2 separate regions of the Gossypium hirsutum genome follow, and region 1 is linked to region 2. The links are chromatin contacts, called in public Hi-C maps. All regions are on one chromosome and are shown on one strand. The core of a region is the stretch at or near the end of the contact, and the rest is flanking DNA. Distances in the headings are between cores, read along the strand shown.

The links. A called contact is a pair of places that touch in the nucleus more often than the background predicts.
Region 1: a Hi-C map of leaf shows a contact between it and region 2, with 2.4 times the contacts expected there. The contact joins the promoter of LOC107925611 here to the promoter of LOC107934374 in region 2. A contact is called at or near these places in 10 of 34 Hi-C or Micro-C datasets (callus, hypocotyl, leaf and 1 more).

The regions. Positions count from the first base shown.
Region 1 is chrA12:29,382,905-29,386,737 of Gossypium_hirsutum_v2.1, reverse strand. It overlaps LOC107925611 (ribonuclease III domain-containing protein RNC1, chloroplastic), which reads right to left and starts at 2,034. Exons shown (of 5, transcript XM_041084274.1): 1 at 986-2,034. The coding sequence starts at 1,797.
Region 2 is chrA12:29,188,173-29,192,584 of Gossypium_hirsutum_v2.1, reverse strand. LOC107934374 (BTB/POZ domain-containing protein SR1IP1) reads left to right here and starts at 2,806. Exons shown (of 5, transcript XM_016866800.2): 1 at 2,806-3,342; 2 at 3,440-3,509; 3 at 3,713-4,327; 4 at 4,411-4,412. The coding sequence starts at 3,245.

The DNA.
Region 1 (3,833 bases), core at 785-3,284, 190 kb before region 2:
CAAGTAAACTTGGTAGCTCCATCACTAGCAGATAACAAAGATTATGCATAATAATGATGGCAACTCCATCCTACTGCAGTCACCTTAATAGCACAGTAATCCTATCATATGCCTCCGATTTGACTCTGTTTTTATTTTATCTAGACCACAAAAGAAACATAATGCAGCATTTACTAAGACGTAGTATGTTTGAGCAAGTTAGGGTTTGAACCATGTAACATTCAGATATATGTTTGAGCAGTGCAGCTGCAACCACTAAGCAGCTAAATTCTAAGTCCAACCGTGAAAATATCATTTTCTTAACAAATATGGATAGCCTTATTTCGTCACATGCTATCAGTTCCAAATCATGTTGCCATGCAAAACTGGTATGCAGCCATAAGAACAACAGAAGAATGTGCCTAGTGCATATTGATGCCTGGCTTGCTGAAAGCGCAGCCTAAAAACTAAAAAGGCTATATTACTTGGACTTAAGTGTGAGCCATATACAATTTTGAGTTTGACATGGGTATGTTCCTTTCTTTTTAAGCTTTTCCATGTATTTGGAGAGTCTTGGAGGGACTCATCACCAAAACCGTGTCCTGATATACGCCAGACACCAGTGTCGAACACGGGTACTTGAAAAAAGAAAGAGTTGGAGCAACACAGCTAAAATGCACAGGATTAAGTCCAAAGTTAACCTAGCATGGATTCAAGAAACAAAAATTCTACAAGTAATGATACTTAGAAGGCAACAACCATGGGCAAGTAAAAGCGGTCAAAACATCATAGCTAAAGGCAAGAGGAATGCAATGGTTTTATTTCTATGCCATGGTATGTGAGACTAAAGCTAGGTGCACCAATTCCCAAAATGAAAATTCAACACCTGCCCCCACGTACCCTCAAGTTCAAACAAATATATAGCAATTCAGAAATTTATGAATTATACACGTCAAGATCTACTAAGCAAATTATTCGTCAAATGATAAACAGAAGAAAAACTCACTTCACAGGAGGTTCCCGGTCTTTCCTAATCAATTTATCCATATCATCATAAGGAAAGATTAGATTCTGCAAGCTAGCAGCTTTAATCCAGTTAGGCAAATTCCTCTTCCCAATCAAACCAAACACTCTTTCCCTCATTGGCCCCGGCGATTCCCTCGGATACCTCTGCAAGAAAAACTCCGCCAGAGCCAACTCCAGTACATATTGCCCCAAAAACCAAAGCCTGGAATGAGCCGACCTAACGTGCCTAGCATTAGTCCTATCACAAGAAGGATGCTGAAACGCCAAATACAACAGAGTATCAAACTGTTTCGCCGGATTATCATCTCCCAATTCATCAGATTTCTCCAAAGGATACCCCAAAGCTTGCTTAGCTTCAAGCAAATACTCGTCTATCCAAGTATTGTCAGCAGTGTTAAGCTTTGAAGAAGGCAGGCAAGAACTTAACAAAGGGAACTGTTTTAAGGATAATTGTGGGCTGTTTAGGAATCTTTCTGTCAGTTTTTTGTCATCGAGGGGAGGCTTCAGTATGAACCTTTTTGGAGGTACTTTTTTCCTTGGAGCTGTGGCTTTTTTACGATGGGCAAGCTCTTTTAGGAGTCTTTGCGGGCTGTTTCTGGGAAGCTCTTGCGATGGGCCGACAGCAACAGCGAGGACGCGGAGGTTTTTGGGTTTTGATGTTTGTGGGTAGAGTTGAAGTGGGAAGGGGGAGAGGGATGAAGAGAATGAGATATCGGAGAGCTTTTTCGAGAAGGGTGTAAGAGATGATGAGAGTTCCATTGAAGAATTCGTTGAATTAAAAGATTGAAGCATTTCTTTTAATTACGGGAAATGGAGATTTTGGGTTAGGTTGCCATTGAAGAATGGGGTTTGTTTGCAGGGGTTTTATGGAGGAGGGTTTGGATAAGGAGAAGAAGCGTGTCTTATTTTGCAGTACACTATCTCCGGCAAGGGAGATATTTTTTTTTCTTTTTCTTGTAAAAGAATTGTTTTACTTTTACGATGTCGTCCATTAAATTGGTAATTTTGGAAAAAAAAAATGTTCAATGCTCTTTTCCTAACTATCGGAGAAGTAATTAAATGAACCTTATTAATTAAAAAAGAAAAAAAGAAAGACAGATACTTTTAGCCAAGATTTTTTTAATTTTTTTTACTATTAATATTTTAATAATTTAATTATTAGATTTACAAAATATAAATATACAATTATATTTATTATACATGTAAATTTTTGAATCGATTCAATATTTCTATCGTACCTATATAAAATATTATATTTATTAATATATATTTAATTGTTGAAATTTTTTTACATAAAATAAATAATTATATATTTTATATTTGAAAGTAATAATTAGACATTTTTAATTTAACCAAAACTTAGCATGTATGATCAACATAAATTGAATATAAAATATGACGATCAAATTGTTAAAATATTAATCGTACAAAAAATTATAAAGTGTATAAAACTACTTCAGTTTTACTTCAGTATAGATTGACCCCTTTCTATTAAAAGCATATGAATCAAGTGTAGAAAAGGTGATGGTTGGCAAGCAACAACTGACAATTATCTGTTAAGTCTGTTGCTAACTGACTTGGTTAGTTAAGTTAGTTACGTATATAGTTGTGATATGTGAAGGAGACTATAACTTTTTAAGTTGGCTTATTGTGAAGCTTAGGTGATTCATCAATAAAGAAGTTTGATTCTCTTATACTTTGTTCTTATTTGTTGTTTGTTTGTTCGTTATTCTTGTATTGTATTTCTGCCAGTTCCGATGTTTGATGCAGGCTTGTGGTTCGATCGTGGTAAGTGATATTGAGATTCGACTTACAAAGGTATCAAGTTCTGATCATGTTATTCCTGCGAGCAAGATTAGTTAGGTATTTTCTAACAAACATGTGAATGTTTGCTTGAATGAAAGAACTTTTTACTTGGGAAGCAACAAGTGCTTCATACTATTAAAAGTCATGGCTTGGAAAGATTTCTTGATTGGTCAGTTGTTGTTCCATCGAAAGTTCTTGTTTCATCTTCTAGTGATAACGTTGCAAATCTTGAGTATGCTAAGCACATTTGTAACACCCCATACCCAGTCTGATCACCAGGTCTGAGCTACAGGGTGTCATATTCATTGTCGGAGCAACTATGATAAACTATATACTAATTCCATCGTTAAACATTCATATACAAGTATTACACGTATCAAACACAATAAATAATCATTTCTGAGTCAAATACAAGCTTAAAAAAGCTTAATACCATCTAGGAGTCGATTAAGGACCACAAAGAAAAGTTTTATAAAATATCCCAAGTAGGTGTCACAATTTCAAGGGCTTGCTATCATAATTTTGAAGATAGTAGCCGAGCTTCCCACATTGAGAATTAAATTGTAAGGTTTTGTAATATCCCGAATTAGGGCCTAATCAGAATAGTGATTTCGTGACCACAAATCCGAGATATAAATAATTATTTTATGATTATTTTGAGGTCTATGATATGATTGCATGATTGTGTGAAAATTTTGTGAAGAAATTCTATGCATAAAGTGCTTAATTTGAAGTTAGGGACTAAATTCAATAAGTTGCAAAACTTGTATTCTAGAAGTTTCTAGTATGAAATTGCTTTGAAATATTAATTAGGAGGTCTTAAATAGAAAATTGACCAATTTCTAAGTTTATGGACAAAAAATTGAACATGGATGGAATTTTTGGAAAGTTTAGTAAAAAGAGCATTTTGGTCATTTAGGGGTAAAATGAATTAAAATACAAAATTAAAAGCCAATTTTGTTCATATTCTTCACCATGGACGTGTATACCAAGGGAGGCTCCATGGATAGGGTTTTAAAGCT
Region 2 (4,412 bases), core at 1,557-4,056:
TAATTAGATATAAAATGATAAAAATTGATTTAAAATATTAAAAAAATTTAAAAATTTAAAAATTTATGCAAAAGTAAATAAAGTTGGAGAAAATGAGGGGAAATTGTTTTTAAACCCTACAAATTTTCTTTCTGTATTATTTATATAAAAATATCTAATACCCATTCCTTGAAACATTAAGCAAAATTATTGATTCTTTGTTTTTTATCTCCTTTGTTTCTTGACATAGTCTTTTCGATATAAGAAAAGAAAAAAATTCATGATATAATTCATTTTTACAAATTGGGTTTTGAAAAATAAACTAAATAAAATGAATCGATTTGAGTTTGAAAAAGAAAATTTTGTGATACATTATATATTTTTTTGGGTAAAAGAATGTCATTAGAGGCAATTTCCCATGCCTTTGTAATTCTAATTCTGGATGTTCTTTAAGAGCATGGAACTCATCTTGAAGATATTGCTAATTTGATTTCGAGAAAAACTAAGGAAGTATGTAATGATCTAACTTTTTTTTATTTTGTTTTTAATTTGTTTTTCGATTCTATAGAATGATTTTTTTATTTCCCATACATATTAGTATTTAAAAACAACATATTTGAGATTTTATTTTTCTAGGATTTTTATATAGAACTTTTGTTTTTAAAATAATATGAATTTTTTTTTTTATAATTCTATATAGAATCATGGTCTAGTTGATAGAAAATAAAAAAGTTAAGGACTAAAATTGTTATCATACCAAGTTAAAAAGTGTCACTTAACAGTTAAGTGGCAAAAAAAAATCGAAAATGTTAGTAGCCAAATTATAACTTTTTTAATTAAATGACAAAAACTAAAACTTAACTATAGTTTAATAACTAATAATACAATTTACCTTAAATTTAAATACTATATATATAAAGTTATTCAAATTACCCTACATATTTGAATTTTACGAAAATTTAATAATAAAGGTGAAAATTCCAACATCAAATTCCTTAGGCACATGCCACCACTCTTCTACTTTTCAAGTTTTTTTTTTAAAAATTTTAATTTTAAAACTAATTTTATGTTTTCATTTTTGAATTTCAAATGGCTTTATAGCATTTTTCATATTTTTAATGATTTTTTTTGAAAATAAGAAAAAAAAATTATTTTTTAAAATTTTTATGTATTTGTTTTTTTGAATTTTTTAATTTTTAAAATATTTTCTAATACATTGTACAAAATAAAATAGTGCCATGTCAACAATAAAGTATATATGGATTATGATGCAAGATTTCACATTGATATCTAAAGGTTAAAAATTTTTTGGAAAATTTTTACAATTTCAACTTTTTAGGATCTTTATTGAAAATATGAAAAAAATTATTTTTTTTTAAATTTTTATATGCAGTTTTGAAGAGTAATAATCAAATTAATAAAAATCTTAAATGCTAGAGCTTAAAATTACTTTATTTTAGGCTTAAATCACAAAATGTTATCTAAACTATACCTATTTTCTCAAGTTGGTACTTAAATTAATTTTGGTTACAAGTGGTATTAAACTATACTATGTTACCAAATAAATAAATAAATAAATAAATAGCAACTTGAGAAAAAAAAGTACAATTTAGGTACCATTTTATGATTTAAGTCTTTTTTTTATAATTGTCACGTTGTCCGATTAATGACAAATTTAAATAGTATTATGAATTGAGTCAAAAATATTAAAATGTCTAGAACTATTCATAATATTTACATAACCCTTAAATAAAAAAATAAAAAAAACGTACGTTTTCTTAGGAAGAAAATAATGTTGATGTGAACAAGGTGAAGAGTAGCTTAGTGTGTTAAAGTATAAGGAGAAAATAAATAAATTTCAAGAATTGAGCTGCATATTTGATGAAATAGCCGGGAATTATTAAAAGAAGGCATTTAATAACTTAAGCTTTTGCATTTCATGGTTAAATTACCCCGTTTTTAATGTGTAAAAGTTTCCAGTAGCTATGGTGCCCATTAGCATTAGTCCTTTTAACTTGATTGCACCAAGAGTCAAAATTTGATAGAATAACATAATAGTTGAGAAAATGGGACAATTGCCTGCAACTAAATACGAAAATCCTTTTAATGTTGGTATAACCAGAAAATCCAAAGGATGGGGCCGGGAATAGCTGTGAAATGGATATGAATTATAATCCCACTACTTCATATCAAATCTTACCATGGATTGGCGACCAAATCAACTATCAACGTTATGAAGGGGACCCTTAATTTAAATTGCGTAAAACAGATGATCATGCTTTTCATTAGTTTCTGAGAATTTCTACCCAACTTTAGCAAATAGACACCCAGTTATCTGCTGCCTTCAAAATGTAGGGACAAACTGATCTCTTCTATCATTTTTCAGAATAGAAACCCATCGACATGTGTCATCTCAACATCACCCATGGATGGATAAGAGAGATGCAATTTTAGTTTAGGCCTGTTAATGTGGAAAACTTTTTCAAACAATTTCCTTCCATTTTCCTACTGTTGCTGATTGGAGACTAGTTACAGTGGCGAACAAGTTGTCGCTCACATCACCAATTACACAAGGGCTAGACTTGGAATGTTAATATGATGACTACAAAAGTAGTCAAAAATGTTTTCTCCATTATTACACTGTAAAACAATATAAGAGTAACATATTTAAAAATAGTTAGAACATTAAATCTTTTAAATATCCTGTAAAAACTAAAACATAAAATTTTATCAGAGATAGATGGGAACATTTGTGGATGGGAATATTTCCCACTTACAAGCTTTCGACCTTTAGCCGCCAAGGAAGTTGGAGCCATCTCATCTCTATAACCCACACCACACGCTGTTAATCTTCATCTATCTTCTTATACACTCACCTCATTTCATTCCACTATTACCAAAATTGCCACTCATTTTAAACCTTGTCCACCGTACACCCTGCCCTCTAGTTTCCTTGTGAGGCCTAGTTTTGGGAATTCCCCATTTCTGATGGCTTTTTTTGTAAGGCTGAAGTTAGATAATGCAGTTTCATTAGAGATTTAGAGAGATGATAGCTCCTGCTTCTGCTTCTCATTTAAACATTCAAGGCAAAAGAAGAAGAGACAAAACATTGAAGGAAATGACATGTTTTTGTTGCTTCCTTACAACCTTGTAAAGTTATAAGCATCGTGTCCGAATTTCTCTGTGCCAACTGCCAAGGTTCTCATTATCTATGGCTTGATGGAGATAGAGATAAGATCATGGTAAAATCAGTTGAGTGTGTTCCATGGTGGATTTTGTTAAGGAGGAGATTGCACCTACTAGTTTTAACATGTCATCTAAAAAGGAGCTTCTTTCCACAGCCATGAAGAGAACCAGCGAGTGGTATCAGTATTATCCCCTTTTCTTTCAGTAACAGGGATCATTTTTGATGAAGTGGCTGCTGAAGTTGATAACCTGATCTCTTTGTTGTTTTTTCCAGGATTTTCTCTCAGGAGATTCCCAGTGATGTCACTGTCCAAGTTGGAGGAGTTTCTTTCTCACTGCATAAGGTAGAAATCAAACACTTTAATTCATGTATTTCCATTTATCAGAATGACAAGCAGCCGTAGTGTTGTAACCATGGTCGCTTAATTGGACACAGTTGATGTTTGTATTTATTTAGTACCATTTATAGACAAGTTGGCATCTATATTTTGTTGTATATATGGCAGAACCGTGCACTTTTTGAACTTATTTCCTACTTGAATTGCAGTTTCCATTAATATCTAAGTCTGGATACGTAAGAAAAGTTGTATCGGAATCCAATGATGCTGATCATTCAATCATAGAAATCCCCAATGTTCCAGGTGGAGCAGATTCATTTGAACTAGCAGCTAAATTCTGTTATGGGATAAATTTCGAGATAAGCAGCGAAAACATTGCCATGCTAAGATGTGCGGCCGAGTATCTCGAGATGACTGAGGACTATGCAGTCGGAAATCTTGTGGGAAGAACTGAAGCCTACTTGAATGAAGTGGCACTTAAGAGTCTAGCAGGAGCAGTTTCTGTGTTACATATGTCTGAAAGCCTCCTCCCTATTGCAGAGGAAGTTAAATTAGTGAGCCGGTGCATTGACGCAATCGCGTATTTAGCTTGCAAAGAGAGCCAGTTTTATATGTCTAGCAGGTCTGATAGTGGCAATGATAGTACCATTTCTTTGACAACCACTAACTCGAGATCAATTGTCGATTGGTGGGCTGAAGATTTAGCTGTTCTTCGAATCGACATCTTCCAACGGGTTCTTATTGCAATGGTAGCAAGAGGGTTTAAACAATATGATCTTGGTCCAGTGCTTATGCTTTATGCACAAAAGGCTCTTAGAGGTTTGGTGAGACACCCATACCAACATGATGGACTTCTTTACTAGATATATGTTTGATGTCTAAAGTGCAGACTCTTTTTTTCATGCAGGA